2 separate regions of the Danio rerio genome follow, and region 2 is linked to region 1. A link is a contact called in public Micro-C data. All regions are on one chromosome and are shown on one strand. Each heading gives the region's core, a stretch centred on a gene start, on an enhancer-like site or on the middle of the called end of the contact. The rest is flanking DNA. Distances are from core to core; before and after follow the strand shown. Region 1 holds the start of rnf216 (ring finger protein 216). Region 2 holds the start of smurf1 (SMAD specific E3 ubiquitin protein ligase 1).

The links. A called contact is a pair of places that touch in the nucleus more often than the background predicts.
Region 2: a Micro-C map of caudal fin shows a contact between it and region 1, with 6 times the contacts expected there. The contact joins the promoter of smurf1 here to the promoter of rnf216 in region 1. A contact is called at or near these places in 1 of 18 Hi-C or Micro-C datasets (caudal fin) and 1 of 4 datasets of contacts at active chromatin or transcription factors (embryo).

The regions. Positions count from the first base shown.
Region 1 is chr3:39,617,591-39,621,745 of GRCz12tu, forward strand. It overlaps rnf216 (ring finger protein 216), which reads right to left and starts at 1,742. Exons shown (of 17, transcript XM_682779.10): 1 at 1,665-1,742.
Region 2 is chr3:39,720,930-39,725,207 of GRCz12tu, forward strand. smurf1 (SMAD specific E3 ubiquitin protein ligase 1) reads right to left here and starts at 2,027. Exons shown (of 18, transcript NM_001001943.1): 1 at 1,806-2,027. The coding sequence starts at 1,860.

The DNA.
Region 1 (4,155 bases), core at 492-2,991:
ATTTAAAAATACACAAATCAAATTTGAAAACTCAAAAAAAAATGAAAAAAATACAAATCAAATTTGTAAATATAAAAACGATTAAAAAAAGCTAATTCAATATGTAAATTCAAAACATGATTCAAAAATACACAAATCTAATTAATTTTGTGAAAAGATATATGATTTTAATTGTGAATTCATGAATTGTGTTTACAAATGTACAAATTGGATTTTGTGAAATGTGAATTGTGCTGTGCATGTAGGAATTTTATTTTGTAAATGTGTTATTTTGAGACTGATCTGGCACCATATTTATAAGGTAAAGCTGCTTCTGGCCATGAAATGTTCACACCTGAAAGGTTATAAGAAATATGTTTAAGGTATTTTATGCAGCATCCTTAATTTATTTTCTTAGGAAAGGCTAGATCTACTCTTAAGCTTTAAACTTAGAGGGAAAGTGTGCTTAATGCATTAAAAACCTTGAAGCATCAGAATCAGTACTCGGTATCAGTCGATCACCATGACAAGGAATGTGTACTCTGTATCGGCTGCAAAAATCCTGATTGGAGCATCCCTAAATATTCAGGTAAAATTGGTTTTATATTTACACATTCTGACTTTCTCCGTAATAATATAATTTCAGAAAAGTATTCTTTGCAATTTCTAAATAGAGAAACCCTAGTAGCAGCCAATGGCTATCAAAGTACAACATTGTTCAAAGTCAAATCAACAGTGCTAATGCTGTTTTGAAGTCATACTTGCATGTGATTTCAGACCGAACGTCCAAAGTACCAAGGTAAACAATATAGGGAGCATGTCACAAGCTGTCACTGAATAAATGTGTAAATATAAAACCATCTTTACCTCAAACTTACAATACCTCAATCTACTTTAAAACTCGAAGAAAGACAAGCAAATCACCTCAATCTTGGATATCATGAGGGTTAGTAAAAAACAGAAAAGTTTCATTTTCGGGTGAACTATCCCTTTAATTATGAAGATATATCGAACATCTCATTTCCCACTATGAAGTTTCCAAACATGACTAACATTTTAAGCATCTCAGAATAAATGAGAGACTCAAACCACATCTTCAATTCCGCACCTTTGACTGGCTTGAGTTTATATAACGTCACAGGACATGAATTTGAAAGTTGACAGTAAAAGAGTTGATGTCCTTGATCAAAAGGGGGGTTTATTTTTTTAGAAAACAGCGCTGTCACTGAATTTCTCTCTACGCAGCCATTTAAATGTACTTTCCTGTCTTGTTTATCTATGGTGTTTCAGTTCGGTTGCGCCTAAAACCAGGCAAGCATGCTTCCTAAGTAGTCAGCACACTATGTTTTGAAACAATCAGTTAATTCCTGTAGTTTGTCAGCCGAAAACAGCTCGTTTTGCGCTGAGGATTTGATCAGGCGTTTATCCAACTCTTTTCAAAGAAAAACATCGCTGAAGTAGTCAGTTGTACCAAAGGGCAGAAGAAACAAGCAAATCAACACTCGCTAAACTCCCTAGCCAGGCTCAGCTAGCTGTTTGGCGTTAACCCTCCTCGCCAGCTGACATCACTTAAACAAGACAGATTTACCCTCTCAGCCGGGTATTTCACCTCAGCTGAAGGGCGAGGATAAACAAGCACATTTAAGACTTCAACACACGAAGACTGTTTCAAGAATCTCACGTACCTCTCAGTCACAATATCCAGCACATCGACAGCGTTTGATCGCCGGATATCGACACAAACGGCCAAAACAAGCCAGCGTGACGTCAGACGCAAATGCGTCCTACAAGAAGGAGGAGCTGTAGTGGATCGGGGGTTGTAGTTCTTCTCCATCATGTGTTGTTCATATGGTGTTTCACCTCTAGATGTCTCTGTTTCCCGTCACTACGGTGTTTAAAATGAGTCTGGCGATCTGGACGAATGTTTTGATTATTAAAACGATCAATTGATGATTTAAGTACAGATGAAATCAAAACTGACCATATTGATTTTGTTAGCTTGCATTGTTAGTTCTGTGGTGAATAATTCATCTGTGCATGTCATTAAGAGACAAAAAATTGTTTGCCCCATCTAAAGTTAAAATCTGAAAGATTTTATATCTAGATTAAACTGTATATGTAGTAATCACTCTAACAGCTACACTTTTAAACATATGTGTTTGTGGTAATTCTTGATAATGGTTTTTCTGAACCATTGGATCTGTCACTGCATGTTTTGTTGTTGTTGTTTTAAATTATTTTAATGCACTAAAATGCAATGTTTTGAACAATGAACAAGTTTAACATGTCATTCATTCATTCATTCATTCATTCATTCATTCATTCATTCATTCTTTCATTCTTTCATTCATTTTCTTTTCGGCTTAGTTTATTTGTTAATTAGTTAATTTTATTATATCACCACTGCCAGCCGTTCACAATTGATTTTCTGTGAAGTTTTAAACTGAAGTAGTTTCAGCATAGCAAGATCATGCAATAACATCAATCAAACGCTGTGAAAATACAAATCACAATTTTCCAAACGTATTTTATTAGCCTTTATGTCATAAGAAAACAGAAAAGTTTGCATGTTCTCCCTGCATTCGCGTGGGTTTCCTCCAGGTGCTCCAGTTTCCACCACAGTCCAAAGACATGCGGTACAGGTGAGTAGGCTAAATTGTCCGTAATGTGTGTGTGTGTGTGTGTGTGTGTGTGTGTGTGTGTGTGTGTGTGTGTGTGTGTGTGTGTGTGTGTGTGTGTGTGTGTGTGTGTATGTTTCCCAGAGATGGGTTGCGGCTGGAAGGGCATCCGCTGTGTAAAAAAACTTGCTGGATAAGTTGGCGGTTGGTTCTGCTGTGGCGACCCTGGATTAATAAAGGGACTAAACCGACAAGAAAATGAATGAATGAATAAACTATATGTAGCATTCACTTTAGTACACTTTTAATATATTGGTGGTATATATTATTTCTATGGTAAATCTGTTAAAACCTGTTTATAGCCATAACAACATCAAACTCGCTAGTACATTCTACTTTCCACAGTCAGAATTTGGCCAGTTGAATAATAAGAAAAATTCTAACATCATAATAATAATAATAATAATCCAACGTTTGGCCTTTTGAACCACTGGAATGTTCTTTGGCTACAGGCCTGACTATTTAATTTTACTTAATAAATTGTATGAAGAGAGGATTAATTAATAATATATTTTAATACCAGTTGTTGTTCTGAATGATTTTAATGGATAATGCAATGTTTTGAACAGCAATGGACAGTGTGTGTAACAAATTAAGTCTGTCCAGAGTTTTTTTAAATGACGTCAAGGTTCTGGAATTAGTGCCAAAGCGACCCAAAAACTACAGTTATTTTTTTTCTTTTTTTTTAGAGAGAGTTTTTCAAAAATGTTATGTAAAGATTCTGCCTCCTTTAAATATATACGGAAATTTTTGGACAAGCTCTTTAATACACAAAAATGTAAATTCATGTTTTCAGTAGAAGGGAAAACATCAGTGTTTACTGAACAAATGGTGCTTGGAATATCCAAAACAAGTTTTTGTTATAAGGGGCAGCACAGTGGCTCAGTGGTTAGCACTGTCACCTCACATCAAGCAGATAGCTGGTTCAAGTCACAACTATAGGCCAGGAGTTTGAATGTTTTCCCCTTGTTTCTGTGTGTTTTCCTTGGGGTGCTCTGGTTTACCCCACAGTCCAAAGACATGCGCTTTAGATGAATTGGACAAACAAAATTTAGTGTATGAGTGTGTGGGAATGTGAGAGTGTATTTGTGTTTCCCAGTACTGGGTTGTGGCTGGAAGGGCATCCGCTGCATAAAACTAGCCAGAATAGTTGGTGGATCATTCTGCTGTGGTGACCCCTGATCAATAAAGAACTAAGCCAAAGAAAAATGAATGAATGAAAAGGTAATTTTTGTAACACTATTTGCAATAAAGTCCCATGACTGTACATCACAATATGTTACATATATAAGGGGTTAGGTTTTAATTATTCTGTACGGGATGCCTTTATTTAATACCCTAATTAATAAAATACCAGGATCATCTCTACACTATATTTCTAGTTAGAGTTTCTGTTAAGGACCATCTTTTATAATGTGTTTCAAGGAATAATTAGATTCACACCTTTCCACGAGGTATCTTGATGGATTCTGTGAATGGAGCAAATGTCCAGTCTAGG
Region 2 (4,278 bases), core at 777-3,276, 100 kb after region 1:
TCTTTGTAAACCAACAATGCTGTATTGTGTTAACCATTCTTTAAAACTCTCTTTAAAATGACTTTAACGGTGATTATTTAAAACAGTAAAAAGATGGTCAACCGTGTGGTAGAGCAGGCAGTTATAGGGATAAAGTTTTTTTTTTTTCCATAGGATAGTTTTGTATCAGAAGATGATGTGTGAAATGTTTATAATAATAAGGTCTGTCCACATAAAACTGTGAAAATGTGAGAGTGTAATTCGTTCATTAAAAGTTATATTTGGTTTACAATATTTATAGTAAAGTTAAAATAAAATACAAAAATAATCTAACAAGATTGAGTCATCTTCTTTCCTTAAATATTTAAGCTTAGTTATTTCACAAAGCTTATTTATTGCACACCTTTTAGTAAATTCTCTGGAATAACTACCCTCATAATAAAACTATATCATGAAAGATATCATCTAATGTGAAATAAACTTTCTTCATTTATAATTTATATCTGATGTGGTTATATTTGACTAAAACACCACAAGCATTTGCATTTTAAAAACACTTTCTTATCATGATAATCACATTTTTGCTTGTTTCCTTTTGTTGTGTGTTTGTGTTAATGGTAATGTGCCAAAACGTTTAGTTTTTCATACCATTATGAAGACAAATATGAAAATAAATGACTGAACCGCAGCAGAGCATTAACGTTCATTTCAGCATTTACCAAACTACTGCAAAAGTTGTATATTTTAAAGCTGTCTCTGAGCTAACATTGACAATGAACTGTTGTACTCTGTAAACAAAAGATAAAAACGGTTCAATTCAAGTTTACTTCGTTAATAATTATAATAATAAAGCAGCTTCACAAAGGGTACACATCATTACTACATCCAAAATCAACAAACCACTGTAACAAACACACTGCTCAATATAAATGAAGGGCATTAACATTTACAAATGAAACTTCACTTTTAAAATCTAATATACAAGAATAAAGAATAAAACGTTTAATCTGGTCTCTACTGAGTCTATAATAAAATGCAAACCACATAACCTTGTCATTTGGCGTTTACCAGTCTTCCTATTCCACAAACGCTTTAAAGGGCACTGATAAGTCAACATCAGATCTGGTTTAAAAAAATAAAAAGGCAACTGTAAAAGCACTCCTCCAGGGCACTGTCACTATGTCTGTGATGATATCAATGAGATCAGTATGCATCTATCATATCCTGTTCGTTTCCAAGCAAAGAGCGGTTTCAAAAGAGTAAGGAAAAAAATCCTCCCCCAAAAAACCCATCTGTGGATTGTGAAACAGTACACTATCACATAAAGATCAACCCCATAGTTAGCTTACTTCCGAAAGCAAGCACAGCGCAATAAGCAAAACATTAATGAACAGTCTGTCACGTATTAAAATCTTAATTTACAACGAAGACACTGGCGTCCAGATGAGGGGAAACCGAGAAAACAGCTGCCTCTGCCTCATCCGGTTTATACTCAGCTGATTTATGACTAATCCAACCTAACAAACTGTGCACGGGGAGCTGCTTTCGGCTGATAACGTTCACACAAGTGCAAATAAAGCAGGTCCACTGACTATTGTGCTGTTTATTAAATAAAAAAGGGATGCTTCTCGTGTTAGCATGCGTTTAGCATGAAGAGACAGGGCTGCAGCAACTCGCCTCAGCAGAAGCTAGCAGGATCCTCGCTTAGCGTTTTACACACATTTGCGACCGACACACAGTTATAAGCTAACCAAACGTATAAAATGATAACTAACAACAAATTAGTACATTAAAGCGATAAATTAGCGTATTAGAGGGTGTTTTACCTGTCAGTCGGATTTTGATGCTTGACCCGTTCCTTCGAGTCCCAGGATTCGACATCACTCCCACAAAAAAACCAACGAACTTTCTCTCAGGATAAACCCAAGACGCTCGCTTCACGAGGATATAAAAACGTATAAAAACACGCGACGCGATCGTGTGGCCTGTGCATGTGTTTCTCGGCGATAAAACGGTATTATTTCCGTCTGGCAAATCCCCTGTAGCTTTCAGACTTAACAACACAGGCTAACATTTTTTGAGCTCAACGGCGTTCTGACATCACGTTAGTACAGCTGTACGTGCACGTACCCGCGGCTGGGCGTGCGCGCGCTCTTCTTCCTGGCGCTGGAAGTCCGTTTGTGTTGTGTGATGTAAAAAAGGATATTAGTCATGTGTGTCCTGATTTCGAATTATGCTATGAAATTTCGTGCTTTGCGTGTTTTTCCAGCCACGTCAGCTGAAGTGAATTGATGTATTTTTTAAGTAGACCAAATGTTATTAAGATTAGATAGATCTAAACAACAATAAAAAGGATTTATTAATAAAATAAATACAGGATAGATAGATAGATAGATAGATAGATAGATAGATAGATAGATAGATAGATAGATAGATAGATAGATAGATAGATAGATAGATAGATAGATAGATAGATAGATAGATAGATAGATATGGATGGATGGATAGATAGATAGATAGATAGATAGATAGATAGATAGATAGATAGATAGATAGATAGATAGATAGATAGATAGATAGATAGATAGATAGATAGATAGATAGATAGATAGATAGATAGATAGATAGATAGATAGATGCATGGATGGATGAATAGATGCATGGATGGATGGATAGATGCATAGATGGATGGATGGATGGATGGATGGATGGATGGATGGATGGATGGATGAAAGGATGGATGAAAGGATGGATGGATGGATAAATGTAGAGATAGATAGATAGATAGATAGATAGATAGATAGATAGATAGATAGATAGATAGATAGATAGATAGATAGATAGATAGATAGATAGATAGATAGATAGATAGATAGATAGATAGATGACTGCATGGATCTGGGGCAGATTGATGAATTTGTTTGTCATTTTCGCAGCATCCATAACATTTTAAGTGACCTGATTAGCATTAGAGGTTGTTGTTTTGAGTTTGAGTAATAAATAATGAGATGATGGATGCAGATGATTTCCATTACATTTGCATGATTGTGATTGCATTAATTGCGGCTTGATAATTGTCGCGTTGTAGAAGCAAATAAGGTTAGCCTGAGCAATAGTGGAAGGGATTGGATTGGAGGACTTTAGCAACTGGAAACAATAGAGCCATTTAATAGTGTTGTGCAGAAGAAAAGCCAATCCACGTAAACAGCAGGCTAATGAGGGTGGCAGGCCACACACTGGCCTTTTTCAATCCGTCACCACTTTAATGAGCAGAGAGCCATTGTACTCTTGGCATAATAATGAAATGTATTTGATCTGAAGACTCATTAAAATGGAAACAAATACATATTAATGCAATTAATTAAATCAGTTCATTGTGTGGGATGCAACGTGGCTTAATGAGGTACATCTGAAGATGAAACATTGACATAAATGTAAACATTAGAATGTATTGACTGATCAGTTTAATTATGTAAGGTTTTGACACTTTATTCCTCACATAGATATTGATATGATATTGAATAATAGCTCAGTATGAAATGGTCATTTGACTCTAAGGAAATTACAATAGCTATACTATAATAAATATATTGGTCACTCTTTTATAATATGCACTTAATTCACAATAAATATGTAATGAATATTCAGAAAAATAGCTTCAGGTATTAACTGTGGATGCATTTGTGTGATTTAGTTGCACTAGAAAGTGATTATAGCACTGGCAGTAGTAATTAAATGCCAGAAATGAACTGTGAATCAAATCAGTCATTTAAAACGTCCATCAACAGTCAAAGCAAATGAAAATGTGTATGCTGGAAGCCACTCCAAATGTGAAAAAAAGGCAATCGGATTATGGGAAGACGCGTTGTTGACATAATTAATCAATGGAGATGTTGACGTGGCTCACTTCTGCCATCTCTTGGTCATAACAAGGAAAGAAAGACAGGATTTGATTGGCAGCTAAATTAGTCAAGGGCCTCTGAAACTGAAAGGACAAATATGTTATAGCGAAAAACACTGTGTTTTCTAGTAGCCTAGAAGTGTTGTTTTAATTAAATCTTGAATAAACCCATAAGCACTTTGTAATGTGGTAGGCTTTGAAGGAGAAAACCATGTCTATAATGGGAACTTTTTGGTTTTATTGTTAGTTGATTTATTTTCCTTTGGCTGAGTCCCTTTATTGATCAGTGGTCGCCAGCGGAATGAACCGCCAACTTCAGCATATGTTTTACACAGCAGATGCCCTTACAGCTGCAACCCAGTAGGCCTACTAGGAAATACACACTCATTCACACACAA